Linked DNA regions of Mus musculus: regions 2 and 3 are each linked to region 1. The links are chromatin contacts, called in public ChIA-PET maps. All regions are on one chromosome and are shown on one strand. The core of a region is the stretch at or near the end of the contact, and the rest is flanking DNA. Distances in the headings are between cores, read along the strand shown.

Evidence for each region. ChIA-PET counts read pairs in DNA pulled down with a chosen protein or histone mark.
Region 2: an RNA polymerase II ChIA-PET map of effector CD8 T cells shows a contact between it and region 1, with 7 read pairs. The contact joins two enhancer-like sites. A contact is called at or near these places in 3 of 115 datasets of contacts at active chromatin or transcription factors (bone marrow-derived macrophages, effector CD8 T cells and pancreatic cancer cells).
Region 3: a contact with region 1 is called in an RNA polymerase II ChIA-PET map of effector CD8 T cells, with 93 read pairs. The contact joins two enhancer-like sites. A contact is called at or near these places in 2 of 484 Hi-C or Micro-C datasets (bone marrow-derived macrophages and nephron progenitors) and 2 of 115 datasets of contacts at active chromatin or transcription factors (effector CD8 T cells and memory CD8 T cells).

The regions. Positions count from the first base shown.
Region 1 is chr3:9,752,569-9,757,243 of GRCm38.p6, forward strand. The region is part of intron 2 of Pag1 (phosphoprotein associated with glycosphingolipid microdomains 1); the gene reads right to left. Among named protein-coding and RNA genes, the nearest start is that of Pag1, 79 kb to the right of the region's middle. Within about 2 kb of position 2,608, at least 74 of the 459 cell types and tissues checked have an H3K27ac peak or open chromatin away from gene starts, as enhancers often do. A contact at or near this core is called in bone marrow-derived macrophages, effector CD8 T cells and memory CD8 T cells, where this site is marked.
Region 2 is chr3:9,972,374-9,977,048 of GRCm38.p6, forward strand. No RefSeq gene overlaps it. Among named protein-coding and RNA genes, the nearest start is that of Fabp5, 38 kb to the right of the region's middle. Within about 2 kb of position 2,433, at least 175 of the 459 cell types and tissues checked have an H3K27ac peak or open chromatin away from gene starts, as enhancers often do. A contact at or near this core is called in bone marrow-derived macrophages and effector CD8 T cells, where this site is marked.
Region 3 is chr3:9,914,964-9,919,638 of GRCm38.p6, forward strand. No RefSeq gene overlaps it. Among named protein-coding and RNA genes, the nearest start is that of Gm33273, 32 kb to the left of the region's middle. Within about 2 kb of position 1,933, at least 11 of the 459 cell types and tissues checked have an H3K27ac peak or open chromatin away from gene starts, as enhancers often do. A contact at or near this core is called in effector CD8 T cells and memory CD8 T cells, where this site is marked.

The sequences.
Region 1 (4,675 bases), core at 1,358-3,857:
GTAGAAAACGCTGGCCTGCGGATCAGACCCTGAGCTCCACATTCCTCTTCAAAGAGGCCGTAGTTTTAACTTCTAAACCAGTGAAAGTGCTGGCGGTACTCAAAACATACAAGGCTTTTCCCCCTGAAGTAACAGCCATGTTATCATTGGATCAAATATAAAGCAATTGACTTTTTTTTCCTCAAAGTCTTTCTAGTTTGTGACAGATAAATCTGTAAATTACCATATTACAATTAAAATCAAGTAAGTGCTACCTACATTTGAGATAAAAACTCAGAATTTATATGAAAAGAACATTCCTGCTTTTGGCGTGGTAAGCCATGACTCAGTTGACTCTTTCCCATAGAAAGGAGGCTGTGTGACTGTCAGGAGCCACGGGCATGCGGATATAGCCTGTGCTCGTTCCATCTTCACCCCACTGTGGAAATGAGAGAGGCAACTGTAGGAAGGCAAGCCCCTCATTGCCGACTCATCAGCTCCCACATCCGGCCACTGGCCCAACCCTTCTCCCATCTTGCATGATTCCTCTCCACCCCAGTTTACATTCTACAACAAATGTCATCTATACTGAATATTTAGTGTACTTAAAAATGATTTATATGTGTGTGAGTGCGTGTGTGCATGTGCGTCCACAGGTCATCTGTGTGGGTGCCAGTGGAGGCTGGGAGCCGTCTCAGAGCCTCTGGAGCTGAAGTTACAGGAAGTTTGAGGCACCAGACTCAGTCCTCTAGAAGAGCAACAAGCACTCTTAGTGAGACCCTGCCTCTCCGGGTGGTGGTGGCATTTAATCCCAGCACCTGGGAGGCAGAGGCAGGTGGACTTACACCATGATGGAGGCGGTGATGGGGGAAGAGGAATGGAGTGAGCGATGAGTTTATTCATATTCTAGTGAATATGAATAGTGAATTATAGCTGCTGACTAAGACCAGGACTTCTCAATTATTTTAGCAGACTGAGGTACAAATTCTATTATGTTTTGTTTTTTAACGTTCAATTGTGAGCAGAACATGGGCCACCTAGATGCATATTTATGGTTGCTCTTTGGATATCATAGTTTCTGAGTGTTTCTTTCTTCTGGTGCAGAATCAGACATGACATCATATTAAGATACAACTATTCTTTCCCTGCCAGTTGTCGTGAGAGAAAGGCTGCCTTTGCTTGCAATCCATGCAGCTACATTGTTATTTTCTTATTTTAAAAACAAATCTAAAAATATCAGGAGGCACACAGTCATGGGTTATCTTCCTCTAACCCAACTCCAGGTCTTCTGTGTCAATCACACAAAGTGGGAGGGCCAGGCTTCCTGGGTAAGTGACTTCCTTTGTTCCAGCTTTCACTCCCTTTCAAGTCAGGCCTCCTCCCAGGCTCTCACATTCACTTCTATTTACATGGAAGTTCTAATCACAAACCTCTTGGCTTCTCTGTCAATGCCCAAGTTCAGAAGACTCTTGAATTAGTCAGAAAGATGAGCTAGGTTTAGTCACCCAAGGCCAATGGCTTTGCATTGTTTGTTTTAATGTAAAATTCTCTCATTACGTATTAGAAAAAGTATTTCAGGGCTGGGGCCACAGTTTGTGGTAGAACACATGTATGACATGCTCAGGGTCTAAGTTTAGTCCTCGTATCACACATACAGTCAAATAAAATCAACCTCCATTTTCTTCTACTCCTGATGAGTAAAGAGCCCGACTTAAAGCTGAGCAGTAGGAGCAGTGTATAACTGCCCTGTCAGAACAGCTTGGGCAGGAGGGAAGAGTCGTCCAGGGGCAGCGGTGATTGAGACAGTGCTGCTATTGCAAATGTAGACAGACATACTGATTAAATCGGGCAAAACTTACTATCCACGCTAGCAAACCCATATGTTTATATCCCTTTATTTACACTGTCAATTGCCTTTTAACAGAAGTGTGAATATAATTCAATGGAGAAAGAATAGTCACGTTAGGAAACAGGGCTGGATATGTAGTAGTCACATACAAAAGGAGAGAGTGAACCCTGAACTCACACCATACTAAAGTTAAGTTGAAACATAAGAGATGAAACCACAGAAACTACTAAAAAGGGAAACGGTAAGTCTCCATGAGCTCAGATCTGGCCAAAGAAGCTACTGATATGATGCCAAGTACACAATCAATAAAATATAACATAAAAAGACGTGAGTTTTAGAGAACACTATACATATTAAAGATGACATCCCAAAGAAGAGAAATAGGTGCAAACCACCTGATAAAGAAGTTGTAGCCTGAATATATAAACACCTCTTAAAACACAGTAAGATATCCAAACCCCAAAGGAGCAAAGAGTCTGAATAGGCATCTCTCCAAAGGAACTTATAAACTAGCCAGTAAGTCCACATGTGGCCAATGCCATCATCAAAGAAGTGCAAGTGTCAACCACCGTGAGATGCTGCTTCATATCCTCCAGCTAAAACAGTAATGTGTGCTGGCGGGAAGGGAAGAAGTCCAAACGCGCAGACCCTCTGCTAAGAGTGCAAGACGACCATCCACTTTGCAAATAGTCTAGATGTTCTCAGGAAGTGCTAACCACAGAACTGTCACTATCTACTCCTAAATATATACAAAGAGAAGCGACCACAGAAACTCCCCAGAAGCACAGAGGTTCATAGAACCATGATTTAAATAGCTAAAACCCAGAAATAACCTAGGCGTCCATCAACTGGTGAACAGAAACTAAACTGTCAAACGCATACAGAGTATATTAGTCACACCCAGAGTGGGATGTCATTGACACAGGGTCAACATGGATGTACTTTGAACACACGGTAATGGAAAGAAGCCGGTGACTCTATATATTAGGGGATCCCATTCACAAGAAACGTCCACAAATGGTCAAATAAAGAAAGCTGGCTGCATAGAGAAGGAGTGACTGCTGAGAGCTGGGGAAGATGGGAGGTAGAAACTGTGGTGAAGGGTGATGGAAGTGGTCTATGAAGCATGTGTGTCCCGCTCTATGGTAAGCCCACCAACTGCATCATTTAAGTGGATGGATTGTATGTCAAGCAAATGATAGCTCAGTAAAGCTCTTACTAAAGAAAAAAGAATATTCCAAAAGATGCAGATATTCTACTATTTTCCAAATCACTCTCAAAAAAAGGTGGCAAACCCCAGTGTAACTCTAGCTACATCACTAGAACACTGGGCTTCAGGACAGAACATTGTCATGATCTGTCCTCAGCAGAATCCTCACGTGAGGTCTTAGTCGTTCTTTGGGGCTCCTTTCTCTGTGTGACTATCTGTACATGTGTACACTGCAAACGAAGACTGACTTAAACTAATCCAAACCTTTCAACTTAATATCTCCTTCTATCCTGTGGGACTTTGGGGCTCCTGAAACGAGCTGTCTATCCATCCTTCTGCGTCTGTGACTACTGAGCCAGTGGAACACGAGGCACCTGCTTTACTGAAGGTTTCCTCGGGACTGGCAATAAGTTCTGAACATTGGTGAGTGATGCTCCCAGGAAGGTCCAAATAAGAAAGAGCTTATGATATGCCTAAAACTCACCTGAAAGCTTGCTCCATCTAAAGCCACTCAGAGCAGTGGGAGTGGCACCTGTGGTGTGAGATCTGCCTGGCTCTGCAGGAAGTCATCCCAATGGTCAGGCCCAGACAGTAGCATCTCAGCCTGGGAGACTACAATTGAACAATCAAATTCCACCAGTACTGAGCAAACCTCCGCTGTCGATGGGAACAGGTGGGTGTTAGTGGGGCACATTTGCTTTGGTTACAACCGATCCAGTTTCGGGGAAGGCAAGAGGATGTATGTGAGAAAAAGTGGTGAGTTAGGAAGACAAGAGGAGACTTCCTGAGGTGACAGTTGAGTTTTCTGCCCCCCACCCCTGTGGCCCCCCCTTGGGTAGTTCAAAGGCAGTTCTCCACTGCATGTGGCTGGCCAAAGGTGGTGCAGACCCTGACTTGTGTTGTCTTGCATACCATCCTTTATACAGAAAGCTTTTTATCAGTCACAGCAGCATTTTAATCAGTCCCAGTATCCTGCCATATCAGCTTGTAGCTGAAACGAAGTGTGCGTTTCCTTCCAGTAGGCCTGGACTAAGCCCCAGCTCTCTTTCCTGAGCCATTTGCATTATTATACTGCTTACACAGTTTCCGTGACAGTTCTGCCTTGGGGTACTCAGTTAAAGGTCAGGGTGCTCCCCATTCCTGCTCTGTCTGCCATTTGTTATGTAGCCATCTTTCCTTATGGTGTTTCACCCAGATGAGGCCTAGTGTTGACTAAGGATTAGGATAAAACCCCAAGAGCCTTTTGCCAAGAAGATAGCAATTTAATAGTCAGCTCCCCTGAGATATGCCTACTAAGTCAGCCATTAATCCAGTTAATTATACACATCCCCAATTTGTCAAAATGATAAATGTCAGCAATTTGATAGATTTTTGGTTAAAAAAAAAAGGTCATAAACTATTGCATAATACTTCTCATTAGTTCACTAGCATTTAGTGATGGGTTTAACAAATTAACAATAAAACAGGGATCCCCCACCCAGAATAGATACTTCTGTCCATTAAATTAGAACATTCAGTTCTTCTCAGCAATCAACCCTAGCTGTGTTCAGTGGCTCAGCAGTACAGCATCAGCTACAGATAAAGTAACGGGCTGCCAAGGACTGCAGTGTGGAGACACTAGTGCCCTGCTCCTGTGT
Region 2 (4,675 bases), core at 1,183-3,682, 220 kb after region 1:
GGAGGAGGAGGAGGAGGAGGAGGAGGAGGAGGAGGAGGAGGGAGGCTGGGCATGACCACATGGAGAGAGGAGGGGAAGGGAAGGGGAAGGGGTGAGGGGTCAGGGAGCAAGAAGGGAGGAGGGGACAAGAGCAAGAGAGAAGCAAGAGACGGAGGAGGGAGCAAGCAGCCCCTTTTATAGTGGGTCAGGCTACCTACTTACCTTGCTAGGTAACTGTGGGGTGGAGGTTAGACAGAATGCTAACATTCTTCCATTTTGGTTTAATTAAGAAAGAAAAAATTAGAAAGAGGCGATGGTGAAGCAGGAATAGGATCATTGTGATATCTGACTACTTCCGGCTGGCTTTGGGGGCGACGTGTCTCTAGGGAACCTAGAAAAAAGGGTATGGGGGATGTTTGTCCAGTTTTAGGAGAGAGTGGGCTGTTTTCTGCTGTCCAGAGTCTGTGGAGCCATCTGAGGATAGGTCAGAAGGAACAAAGGCAGTAGACGCGTCTGTGTCTGTGACAGGAGATGGAGCATCTGGAGGCTGCTTCTGTGGAGCTGTCCTGGGTGTAGTAGACGCGTCTGTGTCTGTGACAGGAGATGGAGCATCTGGAGGGTTTCTGTGGAGCTGTCCTGGGTGTCGTGGAAGCGTCTGTCTCTGTGACAGGAGATGGAGCATCTGGAGGCTTTCTGTGGAGCTGTCCTGGGTGTAGTGGAAGCGTCTGTGTCTGTGACAGGAGATGGAGCACCTGGAGGCTGCCTCTGTGGAGCTGTCCTGGGTGTATTAGACGCATCTGTGTCTGTGACAGGAGATGGAGCACCTGGAGGCTGCTTCTGTGGATCTGTCCTGGGTGTATTAGACGCGTCTGTGTCTGTGACAGGAGATGGAGCATCTGGAGGCTGCCTCTGTGGAGCTGTCCTGGGTGTAGTAAGCGCCTGGACTTGACAGGGTGTTGAAACACATTATTATAGGTAGAGAATAAGATTAAGTGTGCTTGGGAGAAAGTAAAATTTTTTTTTCTTAGATGTACAGTTGAATCCCAGAGGAATCCCACCCTCTGGAATAATAAGTAGTAAGAGGGAACTTTGGGCAGATGGACTTATCTGAGTGGAGTCTATCTGGTCCATGAGAGGTAGATCTGAGTGGGTTTCCTCCAGCTTATAAATTTACAAAAGAGATAACAACAAGAGTTAACACCATGAATAGTCTTTAAGATGAGCCTTTTGTGAGTCAGAAGGAACAAGAATCTGTGATTAAAAAGTTGGATAGTATAGTGGAATGTTGTGTTAGAATTAGGCAAGTTTATAAGAACTTGAATAATATTAGGGCAGTGGCATAGCAAGAAGAGGAAACATGAAGCATTTAATGAATGGAAACAGAGTTTAGGTAAGGAGATAACAGATGACATCTGGGGAAGCTTTTTCTAGCTGTCAAGCTACAGTTAGCTTAGCTGTCAGTGTAGTCGGAAGTGTGAGAAAGAATAATCTACCAGTCATATTATTTAAAAAATGACAGAGTCCACTAGCTAAGAGTCCCCGTGCTCTCCACGGTCTCCATGGCAACATGGGCAGTCAGTCTGGCTTTCAAGAGCAGAAGACACAGGGCCTTTTCTCTGTGGAATGGATAAGTGTGATATGAGAAATGGTTTACCTTGATTTAGCTAAGTCATTTGACTCAGAGCATCCACTTTTGTCCACTGCATTTTTCAGTTATTATCATATCACAATCTCAGCAGTATCTTGTAGTTGTGTCCTCATCTTCTGAGACCTGGTGGGGTTAACTGTTAGAGGCGTCGGGAATTCTGTCTGTAATAATCTTAATAATTAGCAGACTTCTGATAAGATGGAGGGCTATATCGATTGGTTATATCTGAATAGAGCACACTATCATTCAATGGCAGTAGTAAAAGACACCATCGATCAAGACAGGACAGGAATGAAAGTTTAAAGCTGGCAGGCAAGCCGTGGGAATGGTTAGTCTGCGGAGCGAGGGAGTGGCTGGTGCATGCATGTACGTGTGCAGTTGAGGTACCAGGCGTGCACTCAGGTGGAGTGGAACGGGTACATAGCCTGTAGCCCTGAGTACAGATTGCTAGGAGCCACGATAATGGCGTGTGCGCTCCTGCTGCTGAACGGGCGGGGTGGTGGTTGCAAGCTGCTGCAGCAGTGGGAACAGTGTGTCAGGCAGCAGTGGCTCTAGGCAGAGGCAGCAGGAAGTCTGTTTACTTTGACCGGGTATGGGGTGGGACTTCCTACTAGCAGCCAGAAGTTGTGGCCCAGTGCTTCGGCAGAAGGAGTCCGTGGTGGGTGGGGGACGAGAAGCCCCCAAAGTAGTCTGTTCTGTATTCCAGCGACCTGCACGTTATTCTTGTGGCGCAGCTAGACATCATTTTATAAGTCCCCGGCAGGAAGGGAGAGAGAGAAAGAGAAAGAGGGAGGGAGGGAGGGGCTCCCTAGTGTGCTCTCGCAAGTGGGAAAGCAAGTCTCACAGATGGGGGCCCTGGCAGGACGCAAGGGGTGGGGCCAGACCCATTTTTTTAGGTGAACTGGCTGAACTAGTGGCTGCAGCAGACTGCAAATGAGGGAGGGGTAGGGGAAAGAGACTATGGGTCCCTAGAGAGAAAGTGTCAGTCTAGTTGCCATGCAGATATTGCTTTAGACCAAGACATCCCACTAAGACTGACCCCAAGTGAGAGAAAAGGGTTATTAACTGCCCCTACCAGTGTCCTGAGGGCATTAACAACCCAAGAGAGATTCCAGCCTAGGCCAGACGGCCAGGTCATCACGTGGGGGCCTGAGGGCTAATGCTTGGCGCCCGTGCTCCTGAGCCAGAGAGAGCAGTTTACCCAAGCCTGGAAATTTCTCAGCAGAGAGAAAGAAACTGTCTCAAAAGGAGAGGGAATCTCACCCAAGGGAAGAAGTCCTAGAATGAGGGCCAGTGAAAGACTGACTGTCTCCCATTCTCAAAGACAACAGAGGGGTAGCTCCGAGCTCAAGAACTCTTCCCTGGGATCATGCTGACAGTAACTCTGACCTGTTCTGAGCTAGCCAGCATGAATCTCCATGTAGTAGCTGGGGTGGCATGCAAATCTGCAGAGTTCCTAAATCTGAGTCATGGCACCATATGGCCTGTTTGTAAAAAGCTGAAGAGACCTTGGGTGCCAACTGGACGGATGGTCCGGAGCTCCCCAGAGGACTCTCCACGCCGAAGGCGCTCTAGCACATCCAGGATCTTAGAATCACTGACCGTGACGGGCCTGTGATAGCAGGAGCAAGGACACAGGAGCCCTGCCTGACCAGCAGTTCAGGTTCCTTCTGCTTAGTGCTGGTACACCTTGGTTTCAAACACACAAGACAGCCCCACAGTCTCCAGAAGAGACTCCACTTCCAAGTACTGTAACAGGCCAAGGATCTTAGGATTCCAGGATCACAGCATCCCAGGAGCTTGGTCACACCAGGATCTGAGGGTCTCAGAGGAAGCTTGACTGCCAAGAACTCTGACACACCCAGAATCTCAGGTTTACAAGCTCTGGAATCACAGGATCACAGAGAAAGCTGGACTCTGAGGAGTCCTGAATCAACTGGAATTACAGGAAGGACAGGCTCCAATCAGATATATTGAGGGCAGCAGCACTTGAGATAATCAGATGGCAGGAGGCAAACACAAGAACAGAAGCAACAGAAAGCAAGGTTACTTGGTGTCTTAGTCAGGGTTTCTATTCCTGAACAAACATCATGACTAAGAAACACGTTGGGTAGGAAAGGATTTATTTGGCTTACACTTCCATACTGCTGTTCATCACCAAGGAAGTCAGGACTGGAACCCAAGCAGGTCAGGAAGCAGGAGCTGATGCAGAGGCCATGGAGGGATGTTACTTACTGGTTTGCTTCCCCTGGCTTGATCAGCCTGCTCTCTTATAAAACCAAGACTACCAGCCCAGAGATGGTCCCACCCACAAGGGGCCTTTCCCCCTTGATCACTAATTGAGAAAATGCCTTACAGTTGGATCTCATGGAGGCATTTCCTCAACTGAAGCTCCTTTCTCTGTGATAACTCCAGCTGTGTCAAGTTGACATAAAACTAGGCAGTACAATTGACCCCTTGTCAACTTGACACACAAACACATCACTAGTAAGCCTAAACCCTTACATTCTTATTCATCCCCAAGATCTAATAACTTTAAAAGTCCCACAGTCTTTACATATTCTTAAATTTTCAATCTCTTTAAAATATCCATCTCTTTTAAAACCCAAAGTCTTTTTACAATTAAAAGTCTCTTAACTGTGGGCTCCACTAAAATAGTTTCTTCCTTCAAGAGGGAAAATATCAGGGCACAGTCACAATCAAAAGCAAAAATCAATCTCCAACCATCCAGTGTCTGGGATCCAACTCACGATCTTCTGGGCTTCTCCAAGGGCTAGGGGTCACTTCTCCAGCCATGCCCTTTGTAGCACACACATGTCCTCTAGGCTCCAGATGCCTGTACTCCACTGCTGCTGCTCTTGGTGGTCATCTCATGGTACTGGCATCTCCAAAACACTGCATGACCCCTTCAGTCCTGGGGTGTCAATTGCAACTGAGGCTGCATCTTCACCAACGGCCTTCCATGGCACTGAGGCAGTGCTGAGCCTCAGCTGCTCTGTGTGATCCCTTCATGCCTTCAAAACCAGTACCACCTGAGTAACTCTTACA
Region 3 (4,675 bases), core at 683-3,182, 160 kb after region 1:
TGTTCTTTTTTTAAAAAGATTTATTTATTATTATATATGAGTACACTGTAGCTGTCTTCAGACACACCAGAAGAGGGTATCAGATCTCATGGTTGTGAGCCACCATGTGGTTGCTGGGCTTTGAACTCAGGACCTTTGGAAGAACAGTCAGTGCTCTTAACCGCTGAGCCATCTCTCCAGCCCAAGCCTGTATATTCTTGAAGAATGTAATTGTCTTTAACTGCAATGCCTGGTCCTTGATTACATGGAAGAAAGGCGGGTCCTGATAATGTGAACGGTGGTTGGATCCCCAGGTTCTTTTGTCTGCTTGGTGTGAGAGACTGAGCAGAGCCAGCTTTTCTGGAGTTTCTTCTCAGTCATTTGCTAAATGTAAATAACATTTTTAGGTGACCCACTCTATTCCACGCAACAAAGCAAAAACCTGAATTAGCTGGCAGGGACTCTTCATTAGATAGCCATTCAGCCTTGGTGGCTTCTCTGCGATTATTTTACTGCTATTTACAACATTTGCAGAACTGAGGGGAAAATGTCAAATAAGCATTTGATGTTTTTCCTCATCTCTCCCTCCAAGGGACATTGCTTTGTAATTTGTTTAGCATCTTAGTCAGCCCATTAACCTTTCACCCTGGACACAGAAGATGGGTTCGATGGTTTAATTCTGTTCCCTGAGGAGTCTATAACCACATCGTAAGCTGCAGCATGTTGGACATTAATTTGGATGTATTTTCAGTCACGTCCAGATTCAGGATAATGGAAGTATAGAAAATATGAACTTAGTCCATCTGTGAGGATGCTGACTTTGCAATCGTCGCATTGATTTCTGTTGATAGGAATGGTATGTACTGGCACTGGGGCTTCAGCAGTAAACTACATTTTATTTTATACTTAAGACTTATTTCCTTTTCTTAAAATCATTTCCTAAAATTATATGTATTGGTATGTGCGTATGAACGCAGGTGTCGTAGAGGCCAGAAGAGCATGTCATATACCCTGGAGTTGGTATTACAAGTGTATGTGAGCTTTCCAATATGGGTGCTGGAAGTTGGTCTTGGGTCCCCTGCAAGCGTAGTGCATGCTCTTAACCACCGAGCCACCGAGCCACCGAGCCAGCCGTGTTCTGGTTTGCTTTCTGTCGCTGTGTTAAAGCAGTTCATTTTATCTCACAGTCTCTGTTATAGTCAGTTGCTGAGGCAGGAGCTGAAGTGGAGGCACTGGTTCTCACTGGCTTGCTTCCCTCGGCTTGCACTCGTTTAAATTTATTTATTTATTTACTTTCTTATTTACATCCCACACTCTGCTTCCATAGGATTTCCCCCTCACGGAGTCCTTCCCCACAAAACCCTCCCCTTCTCCTCTGGAGAGGATGGCCCCACCCTGGGTATCCCACCACCCTGGTGGATCAAGTCTCTGCGAGATTAGATATATCCTCTCCCACTGAGGCCAACGAGGCAGCCCTGTCGGGGAACAGATTCCACAGTCAGGCTATAGCTTTAGGGACAGCCTCCACTCCAGTTGTTGGAGGCACCACATGGACACTGAACTGCATGTCTGTTACATACGTGCCAGGGACCTCGTTCCAGCCTGGGTATATTCTTTGGTTGGTGGCTCAGTCTCTGAGAGCTCCAAAGATCTAGATTAGTTGACTCTGTTGGTCTTCCTGTAGAGTTCCTATCCCATTCAGGGCCTTCAATCCTTCCCCCAACTCTTCCATAAGAATCCCCGACTTCCATACAGTGTTTGTCAGCCTGCTCTTTGATACACTCCAGGACCATCTGCCCAAGGGTGGCACCACCCACAGTGGGTTGGATCCTTCCATAAAAATCATTAATGATTAAAGGCCCTGCAGACTTGTCTGCAAGTCAAGCTTATGGAGGCCTTTTCTCAACGGATGTTCCCACTTCCTAGATCAAGCTAGCTTCTGTCGAGTTGCAAAAAAAAAAAAATCAAATCAGCATCAAATTCACACGGAGCCGCGCCTTTCCTGTGTGTGATTGCTACTGATTTCCTGTGCATATTTTCTGAAAGGCTTTTTGAGTACTCTTGGCTCCTCCAGGTGCTGTGATGTTTGGGACTTGGCGTTTAGGGGACTTGGAGTTTAGGGGACTATTTCAAAAGTCAGGAACTAATTTTCTGAAAAGAAGGGCTTGTGCAGAAAGCCACGTTTTGTTTTCTGTTGCCCCTTGCACCTCTGGACTCAAACCTGAAAAGCAGGAAAAGCTTTAGTAAGTTCACTCAGTTAAGTGAGAAGCTTAGCCTGGGAGAGCAGCTTATTAAGTGAGAAGCTTAGTCCGGGAGAGCAGCTCATTAAGTGAGAAGCTTAGTCCGGGAGAGCAGCTCCTTGTGCCAAGCTTCTAGCTGCCACCTGGGCCTCAGCCTCACCTCTGCACTTGTCACCACACATGCTGCTTAGGGATCAGGTTAATTCCTTTCTGGAACTGACTGGATCTACCTCTCCCAGACTCCTGCCACCATGGAGGTGACCCTTGATGACCTGAGTTTCTTCCGACACTATGCGTGCCCTTGCTTAGCTGAGTTTTACACTGATCTTATAATCAGGCCAATTTCTTTCATCACCCTTGTAATTGATCAAAAATTTATCTTCAGGCTAATCTGAGCCTGGATGAGCAGGAGCAGAAGTTGAGAGGAAACGCGTGTGCAAATCCTGCATGGTTTCTCAGTTGTTGTTTTATGGGAGTGATAGTTTTATTAGAAAGCATATATATATATATATACATATATATATATATGTCTCTCATTAAGTTGTGATTTGTTCTGTGAAATGGAAGTGTGTGAGGATGGAATATAAAATAAGCTAGGTGGGCTTGGTAGTTTGTGTAAGGATGTCATCTGATGTGCTTGGACTTGCTTTCACTTGTTGCCACAGGGTGGGCTGGTACCCAAGTGGGGCTTCCCCTTCTCTGAGGAGAATGGGAGCGGTAATGAGGGAGAAATGTATGAGGATGAGACTCAGAAGAGAGGAGGGAGGGGGCTGCAATTGGGATGAAAAGTGAATAAATACATAAATTAATAATAAAAAGAATGGCTGCCTGTGGATCCAGTTGGAGAGCTCTCAACTGCCTCTCCAGCACCATGGCTCCATGTGTGCCACCATGCTCCCTACCATGATAATGGACCAAACTCCTGAAACTGTAAACAAGCCCCAATTAAATGCCTTTCTTTCTGAGAGTTGCCATGATCATGGTGTCTCTTTACATCACTAGAATAGTGACCAAGACACACGGTCTCAAAGTTTGCTTCTGTGTGTTTTTGAAAACTGAATGAAAGAAGCTCCAGGATACTCTTGGTACTCTGTATGTCTGTCTGTCTGTCTCTCTCTCTGTCTCTCTGTCTCACTCTGTGTGTGTCTCTCTGTGTTTCTCTGTCTCTCTGTCTCTCTCTGTGTGTCTCTGTGTGTCTCTCTCTGTCTTGCTCTGTGTCTCTCTCTGCCTCTCTCTGTGTCTCTGTCTCTATGTCTCTGTTCTCTCTCTCTCTCTCTCTCTCTCTCTCTCTCTCTCATTCTCTCTCTCTCAGAATAGAAGGTTGGTGTAAATGGGAAGGAGGGAAGAGAAGCAATGGAAGAGAATGGATGTCTTTTAAGAAAGGACAAAACAATTATATACAGTGGTAGGCAGACCATTGCTCATGCTGAAGACAGGGGCCATGCAAATGCTTGCACGAATCTGCAACACCCAGTAGTTAAAACTGATAGAATATTCTCCATGAAAAAAAAATCCAGTTTCATAATTGTTTTCAAACTTGTTATTCATGCTAACCAGGAAAACAGAATTTGGCTTAGGAATGTATATGTAAGCCATTTAATATACAATCTTCTTACTTTAAAGACTTGGAAACCGAGGCACAGATAAGTGACTTAAGATCCATCATTTACAGAACTGGTACGTGATTAAATAGCTTCTAATTTCACTGTCCAGCCTGAACCAGCCATCCAAAGCTATCAAGCTATCTGCAGACAATCTCAGACTCTGTGTAGATTTATGTTAAGAGGCAAAAGGGACTATGAAATTGTGATAAAGTTAAAACTGGTTCTGGGCTTCCTAGCCACCATGGTCCCCTGCTGGTACCTAGATAGCACCCTGACTACTGTGACACTTTCCCCTGAGTGGTCAGGAACATGAATCTTTCCTATTTATTCTTCACAGTCCCCAGGGAACCTCTCTCAGGAATAATAGTCCAAACTTTGAATTTCTTATTTTCAAGTTCAGCTATGAACTACTATTTCTAAGACCTCTTCCAGGTGTGAAACTATTTCTCTTTTTAAAGTACTGTTCTAATAAGAACTATTGGAATATTTATATATGTACCATTTTGGTTCCTAAATGACAATAGGCAGTTTCCCAGCTTTATCAAATCCACTGTGTGAGAAGCCGCCCTCACATTCACCATTACAAGATGGCGCCACATCCTGTGTTCTAAGTAGTAAACAAATAATCTGCTCATGCGCCGGGGTATTTTTCCACTCCATGTGCTCTGCCTTCCCCGTGAGGACAACTCGGTCGATGGGCTGCAGCCAATCAGGGAGCGACACGTCCGAGGCGGAGGACAATCCTCCATAAAAGGGACGGGGTTTTGCCATTCGCCCTTCTTCTCCTCTTGCTCCTGAAGAAGTAAGCAATAAAGCTTTTGCCGCAGAAGATTCCGGTTGTCCTGAGCGTGT